Regions from separate parts of the Sus scrofa genome. Here region 1 is linked to region 2. The links are chromatin contacts, called in public HiChIP or PLAC-seq maps. All regions are on one chromosome and are shown on one strand. The core of a region is the stretch at or near the end of the contact, and the rest is flanking DNA. Distances in the headings are between cores, read along the strand shown.

Region 1 (4,920 bases), core at 136-2,635, 76 kb after region 2:
AAGTGAGTCAAAAGAATTTTTTGATTCCCCAGTGCCTATAAAACTTGTTTACACTATACTACAGTTTATTTAAAATATGCAATAGCATTATGTCTAAAAACACACTGTACATACTTTAATTAAAAATATAATTTATTGTTAAAAAATGCTAACCATCATCTGACAAGGGTTGCCACAACTTCAATTTGTTAAAAAATATCAGTGAAGCATAATAAAATGAGGTATGCTTGTATTATTTACATTTTCTTCAATCCATTTCTCTCTCTTAACTTCTCAAAAGAAGACTGTATATGGTGTGTATTTTTCTAAGTCCTTCCAAACTCACGTTGTAATAATAGTTGATTAGACATTAAAAAAATAAATTCTATTCTCTAATTAGTCTCTATTGCACTTATATGTATTGATCAAAATGTGTCGACTTAACGTAAAAAAAAGTCGGGAGCCAGAAAACTCCTTGAGGTCTGGAACCCTGTCTTAACAACATACACACGCTAGAAATAAAGCACAAATAAATCCTTTTTTTAAAAATTAAGTTTTTACAAAGTGCATATTTTGTGGAATGGTGGGCTCAAGAGGATTTGAGATGTAGAACAGAGCAAGGTTGCGATGCTGAGTAACAAGCAAGACAGAACTCTGAAACTTGGACGAATCGGAGATCTTTCTGGAGAAGCAGCCCCTTCTCTCCTGCAGCCTAGGAGCTGTGATCCCAGATAGTGTCTCCTCCGCTCGGGCAACATCAAAAGACATTTTCCAGTTATGCTAGCCTCAGAGTACCCTTTTCAAAAGGCATCAGACGGGAAAGCTGAGCGCAGCGGTCCTCCAGAAAGCAACGCCCTCTCCGCCCCCCCTCCCCTGTCCCCCTCTCCTTCGTTGGGAAGCCTGGGAAGCCGCGCCGCTCCAGTCCTGCAAAGTCCCAGATCCCCCGCACCTCCCCGTACACAGGCTGCAGAAGGCTTTCCTAGAACTTCACCCCACTCCGCCTGCACAAAAGCAACTCTAGCCGCCTCCAACGCCTCGACCCCAGACCCACCTGCGGCCTCAGAGCCAACAACGACCCCCACGACCAAGGGCAGCGGTGAACCCAGCCACCAGCGCCGGCGGAAGCTGTGGCCTCGGGATCTACCATTCGCCGGGCCCGCTCGAAGAGAGGGGTGGCTCCGGGAAATCATAAATCTTCTTCCTTTCACTCCTTGATTCTTATCACATTTCTTTAAGATTTAACACATTATACAGCCTTTAAAAATAAAATTTTGTTCCCAGGTGAAGAGTTGGTGTTAGCACCACCTCCTTCCTCCAGCTTTGTCACCCCTCGCCCCCGAAGATGGTATCACCCCTCGCCTCCCCGCCTCCGCGGGTCTCCTCCAGTTTCAAAATGGCGGCCGCCATTGAGGGTTTTCTGCTGGCAGATCGTCACGGGTGCTGCTGAGCCAACATCAGCTTTTCTCGTTCTTGAACCTGGATTCTACTAGGGGTTGGGAAGGGCAGTGGACGGCGTTGGGGGAGGACTGACGAGGCAAGTGGGGGCGGAAGAAATCAGTGCGCCTTTGGATGGGGGAGGGGGCGTCCTCGGCCCTCGGGGAGAGCCTGGCTCCGACTCTGACTCGGTCTCCACCAGGGACGCGCGCCTGGGGTTTCGGTTGTGACTCTCCTGGTCATTCCCGGCCGAAGTGCTCAGTGAGGGAAACAGTGATTTCTTCATGGGTCTGAAGCTCCCGATTCTGTTGTGGCAGTTCCTACGATTCAGTCCCATGCTCTCCTTCCCTCTTTTTTGCTGTTTCCCTCCCCTTTGAGTCTCGGCGCCGGAGGAGTTAATCCGACGTCCGCTTTGGCTCCTTAGCTTTGTGGCTGCCTTGTTCTCAGCCTCCTCGCTTGGGGTCTTCCTGTCGCCTCGGATTGAGAGACCACGAGGCTACTGGCCACAAAGCAGGCGTCCTCTTTAGTTAATCGACTCAAAGACCTTACCATGCTTTATTAAAAAAAGTTTCGGTTCCCCCCTACCCCCCATAGCCTTTGAGCACTTCCCGTATTATCATTATTTACGTACTCTTCAGTAAACAAGAGGTCAGAATAATTTTAACCCTGGCAAGTCTGGCTTCCTGTGACCAGGCGAACTTGAGTGAGCAATTGCCCATGCCCTAATAATATTTTAATGTTTTTTATGTTAGAACCCCTTTGATCCTGTTAGGAAACCAGTGCTCTCCCGGAACTGACCAGGAGGAGACTTCTTACGAGTCTTCGAGGTTAACCCAGACTCTCATTTTCCTTAGACTTTGCTGATTCCCCTTAGTTGTCATTAACATGCACCCACAATCGTTATTAAGAAAGCAAGTAACTTTGATAGATAGTTAAGATGAAATGGTGTTGGTCAAAAACCGCTGCCCAGCAGCAATTTATGATGTCGTGAGGGTTCATTCCTTTCAGTACACATGTACGTTGCTTTGAACGCTGTGCTCCGTATTGGAGATTAAAAGATTCACCTGAACGCTTCTCTCATGCCATTCAACATCCATTCACCATTATTCTTTGTGCCCACTTGTGCCAGCTAAATGTAAATACCATTGCTTGGAGACACCAGAATAGCTTTATAAAAGAGTAAATTTGAGCTGGGTCGTGAAGGGCCAAAAGGAATTTACTAAGCTCACGGGAAGGTCATTCTTGGTTGCAGTGCGGGGATGCAGAGACTGGAGAAGTTTTGGCAAGCTTGGGGAGAGCGGGAGAATGAATGTATTTGAGCATGCTGTGCAAGGGTGGTTGGTGAAGCAAGAGGAAGATTGAGGTAAACTTGTAAAGGACCTTGCTTTCCAAGGAAGGTGTGAGATTTTCTTTGGTACTTAGCCAATGACTGCCTTGCACAAGGAAGGGGGCATGAGGCTATTTTTTGTAGGATGGTCTCTCTGATAGCTGTATGGAAGATCAACTTGGAACTGAATGAGAGGAAATTGCAGTCATTCAGGTAAGGAAATGAGTGCCTTCATTGGGGAAAGATAGTAAAGGATGTTAGACATTTCTGAAATGTCAAAAAGGAATTCAACTGGTGGCAGCCAATTTGTGGTAAGAAGGTGACTTCAGAATTTTTCGTCTGGGAGACTAAGTGGTTGGTGATACCATTAAAGTCTAGTCTGAGATGTGCATAAAAATAGGACGGTGCCTCCTTGCACTTTAGGGGTGACAGAGCACAACGCTCCACAGTCCAAAGCATGTTCAGAGTTGCTATCTGTGCTATTCCAGTAGCCACCAGCCTCATGTAGCTGCTGAGCTTTTGAAATTGTGGTCAGTTCAAATTGAGTTGTGCTGTAAATATAAAATACACACTGGATTTTGAAGATTTAGGACTGAAAAAAAAAAAACCAGTTTCTTAAAAATGATTACATGTTGGAATGATAACATTTTGGATATGTTGGGTTAAATAAAATTAATTTCACCTGTAAAACTTTAATGTGGCCCAGAAAAAAAATTTTAATTACATTTGATATGCATGCTGTTTTTATTGGACAGAGCCGTACTAGTCTAGATGAATGATAGAGGAATTAGTGAGGAGTGGAATTTAGGCTGGGCCTTAAACTGGTGATGGTCAGCAGTGCTGTCAGGGCAGCTTGCTGGCACCCTCCAGGTTTGGTTGTTTCAGACTGTAGGAAGCCTTCAGAGATTTCTAAGCAAGGACTCATACATGTGGGGGTGTTTCAGAAGATTAATCTGGCAGTAGGGTTTAGGTTGAGATGAAGGGAGGAAAGGCTGGAGGCCAAGAAACAGAAACCCAAATGTAAGGCAATGAGGCCCTGTATTAAGGTACTTGCTGTCGGAATGGGGAGGGAATGGTAAATGTACAAGGAATTCTAAGGGGAGAGTAATTCCGGAGGTGGTAACAGTCTGTTCAAGAAGCAAAGGGAGGAATCAAACATGTAGAGTTTCTAGCCTTGGTTCCTTAGACAATGACTCGTGAACTCATGTCGCAGAGTTATAAGGTGCATTTGAGGCTGAAGAAGTTTAGTCTCAAAATAGCACCAGCAAAGGTGAAAGGAGGGAGGGGGCTGCTAAATCCTCTCTTTTTTTTTATCTCCCTGCTTTGACCACCGACTTTATCTAAACAATCACACATACCAGCAAATGTTTTGAATCTGCAGAACTGCCTATATCCTGTCATCTTATAATTGATCTTAAAATATCTCTTTGTTACCTGTTCTGTCCAACAGTTAGAACTAGGTCCAGAGTTTCCAAGGCCTTTCATTAGCTGGCCCTTTTCTATTCATTAGGGCTTTTCTTTCATTTTTTGCTTATATGATGGTGTGCCAGGCTAGTTTTGTCACTAGTACTCTGTAAGCTTTTGTTTTGGGCCTTTGATCATGTTACTCTCCTGTTTTGAATACCTTTTCTCTGTGTCTCTTTCTACCCAGGACCTACCAGTCCTTAGCAATTTAAGATCTTAACCTCTTTTATGATTCTCAATACATAACCTTATGGTAGTTAAAAATCTTCTTTCCTAAGGTACATAGTTCAGCCCTGATTATAACCAATTCCATACATTTACTTATTTTTCTTTTTTATTTATTATCTCTCCCTGCCGCCCCCACTGCCCTGCCCTGGGCATGGGGAAGTTCTCAGCACTTGGATCTTTGCCACAGCAGTGACCCAAACTGCTGCAGTGACCGTGTGACAATGCCAGATGCTTAACCCGCTGTGCCATAAGAGAACCCCTGTATTTTGTTATCTTATCCCTGTTTGCTTTATGTTAGCTTAGGCTTCCCAAAATTGTGACAAGTTTCTTTTGTAAAAAAAGGACTGGAGTTCTCGTCGTGGCTCAGCGGAAGTGAGTCTGACTTATATCCATGAGGACACAGGTTCAATGCCTGGCCTCACTCAGTGGATTAAGGATCCAGCGTTGCTGTGAGCTGTGGTATAGGTTGCAGGTGTGACTCAGATCCC
Region 2 (5,217 bases), core at 600-3,099:
AGAATATTTTTCTTGGCTTAACAAAATGTAAATTTGATGATAATTAAGCAGCTTCCTAAAAGATAATTTCTAAAATGGAAAGTTACCCAATATAATGCTAATGCTAATATTGCTAATAATGCTAATATTAATATGCTGGCTTTTGGGTTATTTTCTTCTCAAAGTTGTATATTGTTCATTTATCTTCAATAAATATAGTAACATTTACTATAACATGTTAAGGTACCAAAATCTGCTCTCTGTATAAAAGAACGAACACAGTGTATTGGAAAGAACAAAGGATCTGGAGTTTAAAGATGTGTGTTTGAAGCACAACTTAATCTCTGTGACAACAGGTGTATTACTTAAACTTTTATTTTGCTTATCTTCAAAATAGAGAAATAAACACTTCACGTAGTTATTAAAGATAATTTATTGGGTTAGTACATACAGCAACATAAAGTATAAATATTAATTTCCAATATGCCTTGCAAGAAAATTAAGTCTCCTGAAACATCCCAATTATGCCCCCCCTTTTTTCTTCTTTTTGGGCCACCAAAAAGAAGCATATGCAATTTCTCAGGCCAGGGATGGAATCCGAGCTGGAACTGTGGCCTATGCCTCAGCTACAGCAGTGCTGGATCCTTAACTCACTGCACCAGGTGGGCTGGGGATCAAACTGGAGCCTCCACAGAGACAAGGCCAATCATTAACCAACTGTGACCCAGTGGGAACACCACCAACTATGCCTTTTTCACCTTTATATCCCAGTACAGGTCTATCGTATAATAGGCATTCAAGATATGTTGAAGTGGGAGTTCCCTTGTGGCTCAGCGGTAACAAATCCAACTAGTATCCATGGGGATGTGGGTTCCATCCCTGGCCTCGGTCAGTGGGTTAAGGACACAGCATTGACGTGAGCTATGGTGTAGGTCGCAGACACGGCTTGGATCTGGTGTTGCTGTGGCTGTGGTGTAGGCCAGCAGCAACAGCTCCAATTCGACCCCAGCCTGGGAACTTCCATATGCTGCAGGTGCAGCCCTAAAAAGACCAAAAAGAAAGACATACTGAAGTAAATATACCCAAAAAAATCCATTTTCTCCACATGAAATCTTACCAAGCAATGTTTCTTAAAATGTGTTCCTCAGCTCAAGAGAATAACCTGAGTACTTATTTGTCTGAATGGATTTTCCAACACCTTAAAATAGGCTACAAAATACTAATCTCTAATCTCTGAAGGTAGGAAAGGGGACCCAAAATATTATCTAGTTCCTCAGGCTATTTGTACACAAAGCTTAAGAACTTCTGCTTTCCAAGGATAAGATGGACAAACATCATCCTCTCTAAGGTTTATTTTGAGGATTAGGAAGGTCCTGGGAAGCAAGGAGATGATTTTAATTGGGAAGATTTCTCCTGCATAAAACTAGATTACACTCTCAAAAAGATAGAAAATAATCTCTTTACTTATATATTTTACTTGTCTCCACACTGATCAAATAAGATCCATATGAATAATGTTCCAGTTTACTTTGGGTCTCGTGTGTGCGGGCAATCTCAATGATACATAAAATCTGATAAAACAAAAAAAGGATCCTTAGAAGAAAGTTTACAGCTCAATATAGGAAGGACTCAATTATTTATTTCATTTATTTTTTGGTGTCTATTTTAGGGCTACACACCTGCAGCATATAGAAGTTCCCAGGGTGGTGTCAAATCGGAGCTGTAGCTGCTGGCCTATCCCACAGATACAGCAACGCCAGATCTGAGCCACATCTGCAACCTACGCCACAGCTTGCAGCAATGCTGGATCCTTAACCCACTGAGCGAGGCCAGGGATCAAACCACACCCTCATGGATACTACTCGATTTCTTAACCCGCTGAGCCACAAGGGGAACTTAAGAAAGGACTTAATTTCTAACGTGTGAGAAACAACACAAAATAGTTCATTTTATGGTTTATAAAACCAGTTATCAGACTTTTCATTTTACATATAACTAGCACAAATGAGAACCTCAGACAACAGAAACAAGTAGTTTCAGATCTAGTTCCCTGGAGCCCTGGTTTCCACCAGTGACGCCTCAGGGACTCCAGGGAAAAAGGTGTTGGTTCGACCATGGCAACTCCATTTTTGTCTTAAGACCTGGGCTTGTAAATTTTATTTTTTGAAGAAACATGGTTCCCTTGGAGTTCCCTCATGGCTCAGTGGGTTAAGGATCTGGCATTGTCAATGCTGTGGCTCTGGCTACAGCTGCGACATAGGTTTGATCACTGGACCAGGAACTTACACATGCCAAGGTACAGCAAAAACAAACAAACATGGTTCTCCTACTTTAAATTTTTTTTTTAATCTCTTCCAAGTATCGTACAGAAGGGAAAACAGGCTGAGAAAGACGACATAAAATCACTTAGAAAGTCACTGGCAAAATTAAGAATTAGAATACAGGTTTTCGATTTTCTAGTCCAGATTCTTTCTGATACCAAAAGTTCTACAGAGAGCACTCACTCAATAATTTTCAAAAACTCACAAAAATTTTACCCACCTGTGCAATATGCCTCCAATGGTCAACTTCAGATTCAAGTCTTGAAACTTCATTTGACAACCTGTTTATTTCTCGTTGTGATGAAATCATGTCACCAAAGTCCATGTCGTCATCATGGAAAGCCGAAGCATGGCTTAAACCATAACCAAATGAAGACGATGCAGTGGTTGCTGGGACACCCCCAGCTCCTGAATTCACTGACTGTGCAGCTGACTGTAGCTTCAGCAACTGATCCTGCAGTGCAATCTGTCTTGCTTTAAGATGGCTGATTTCTACCTGTATTTAAATCCATATTTTAGACGAGGTACTTTAAAATAACCGTCTTGATTTAACAATGTTGAAAGTTACTAATAGTTTGGAGTTCCTATTGTGGCTCAGTGGATTAAGGACCTGATGTTGTCTCTGTGAGGATGTGGGTTCAATACCTGGCCTCACTCAGTGGGTTAAGGATCTGGCGTTGCCACAAGCTGTGGCAGAGGCAGCTCACATCCAGTGTTGCTGTGGCTGTATTGTAGGCCTGCAGCTGCATCTCCAATTTAACGCCTCGCCTGGGAACTTCCATATGCCATAGGTTCAGCCATAAAAAGAAAAAAAAAGATAAGTTCTAATAGTTTAAAATTAGCCAATCATGGTACTCTATCACAACTGAATCCAAGTTGTCTAAACATACCAATATAACATTTTTACTTCAAAAACAAACATGGTTATCATAGATTAAAACATAGTTAATATTTCAATTAGGATGAGGATCAAAATTTCACTCAGATGTCAACAAAAGCAATGAAACTCTCAGTTAAATACTGGTTTACCATCTTCTACATATCATGTAGTACAGGCAATTTCTTAGGGTTTGATTATCAAGCCTAAAGAAGTGGCAAATGAAAGCTGTACCAGTCTCTGCATTGCAAAGTTTCCTTAGAACACCTGTTGGAAGAGTCTAATGTAACTGACTATGGCTGGATTCAGGCTGGATTCATGTACCATGAATCAGGGTAACTTTGTACTATTTCTGCAAAACGCAGCTGAAAGAGAGCTTTAGCTAAATCCAAAATTCTCAGGTCAGATAATAAAGTAAGCCTGTGATTCTTAGGTTTAGAAGGACATCAAGCATTGAAAAGAGGTCTTCGCGTTAGCCCTGGCAAAGAGAGGCCAGTGAAAATCTGACTCTACTAATTAAGGAAGACAACAGTGAAAAAAAAATTGTGAAACCCTGAGCGGAGTTTTGACTGAAGATTGCAATACCAAGTCAATGTCCAACAGAAGTTATGAACACAGGACTTACCATAATGCCACATCCATTCCAAATGAGAGATACTCAAACATAACAGTGAGTAAACTAGAGAAAACTGAAATAAGCTTTCTTATTTCAGACTAGAAACAAGAAAGTTAAAGACGAGTTAAAGACTCTAACTAGTCCCTAAGACACCTTGCCACAGTGGAAAAATTTGATAAGGAGGAAGTAACTAACAAGTAACAGTATTTCTACATGTACAATGTCGAGCAATTAAATAAATAAAAACCCGGAATTAAATAAATAAAAACCCGGAGTTCCCGTTGTGGTGCAGCAGTTAACAAATCCGTCTAGGAACCATGAGGTTGCGGGTTCGATCCCTGGCCTTGCTCAGTGAATTAAGGATCTGGCTTTGCTGTGAGGTCACAGATGCAGCTCGGATCCCACGTTGCTGTGGCTGTGGCATAGGCCAGCGGCTACAGCTCCAATTAGACCCCTAGCCTGGGAACCTCCATATGCCGTGAGAAGCAGCCCTAGAAAAGGCAAAAAGAAAAATAAATAAATAAATACCCAATACAATTACATAAAATGTCATAATAAACAGGTTTTTTGCATACCAGAGCCCCTTCTCTAATGGAGGTACACAGTGATGCACAAACTTCATTTTCCCATAAATGAGGCAAATTGCATCTTTGAGGAACATGAACATTACAATGAGGGCAGCAAACAGATTCAGAAAATGGCAGATCTAAAGTATATCCATACATTATCTCTCATTCTACTAAAAAGTACTGAAATTAACATTTTTTTCAAATACAGCTATAACACAAAGAAAAGTTCTCATTATACAATAGACACAGACATTTATGTCGAGTTATAGAGTTATAGAGTTAAAAAAGTGCAAATGCTATGGAGTTCCCCTCGTGGCACAGCGGAAACGAATCCGACCAGGAACCATGAGATTTCGGGTTTGATACTGGCCTGGCTCAATGGGTTAAGGATCTGGGTTGCCATGAACTGTGGTGTAGGTCGCAGACTCGGCTTGGATCTGAAAGTGCTGTGGCTGTGGCGTAGGCCAGCGGCTACAGCTCCAATGAGACCCCTAGCCTGGGAACCTCCATATGACGTGGGAAGCAGCCCTAGAAAAGGCAAAAAGAAAAAAAAAAAAAAAAAAAAGAGTGCAAACTCTAATAACAGATATTCCTAAACTTGAATTGTTAATCTGTCCTTTAATATCAATAGTTAAGTAGAAATGCCAAAATTTTCCATAGCAGTTTTTAACTAGGATCAGAATTAACTATGGGGTTTTAGAAAAATACCAATACCAGGGCCCCTTCCCAGCACACTAAGTCAGAATCTTCTAGAGGACCTAATAATGTGTATTTTTTTATGATTCAGCTGTAAACCCCAGGGTAGGAACTACTGCTCTACTGGAGTATCTGTAAGTAGGAGCTGCTCAAAGTACG

The links. HiChIP or PLAC-seq counts read pairs in DNA pulled down with a chosen protein or histone mark.
Region 1: an H3K27ac HiChIP or PLAC-seq map of alveolar macrophages shows a contact between it and region 2. The contact joins the promoter of NDUFB1 here to the enhancer-like site in region 2. A contact is called at or near these places in 1 of 5 promoter capture datasets (liver), 4 of 47 Hi-C or Micro-C datasets (alveolar macrophages, liver, retroperitoneal adipose tissue and 1 more) and 1 of 2 datasets of contacts at active chromatin or transcription factors (alveolar macrophages).

The regions. Positions count from the first base shown.
Region 1 is chr7:113,658,552-113,663,471 of Sscrofa11.1, forward strand. NDUFB1 (NADH dehydrogenase [ubiquinone] 1 beta subcomplex subunit 1) reads right to left here and starts at 1,386. Exons shown (of 4, transcript XM_003482306.4): 1 at 1,339-1,386; 2 at 1,031-1,208. The coding sequence starts at 1,386. CPSF2 (cleavage and polyadenylation specificity factor subunit 2) reads left to right here and starts at 1,352. Exons shown (of 16, transcript XM_021099625.1): 1 at 1,352-1,513.
Region 2 is chr7:113,582,517-113,587,733 of Sscrofa11.1, forward strand. It overlaps TRIP11 (thyroid receptor-interacting protein 11), which reads right to left. Exons shown (of 21, transcript XM_021099621.1): 4 at 2,521-2,796. Among named protein-coding and RNA genes, the nearest start is that of TRIP11, 15 kb to the right of the region's middle. Within about 2 kb of position 1,850, at least 1 of the 83 cell types and tissues checked has an H3K27ac peak or open chromatin away from gene starts, as enhancers often do. A contact at or near this core is called in alveolar macrophages, where this site is marked.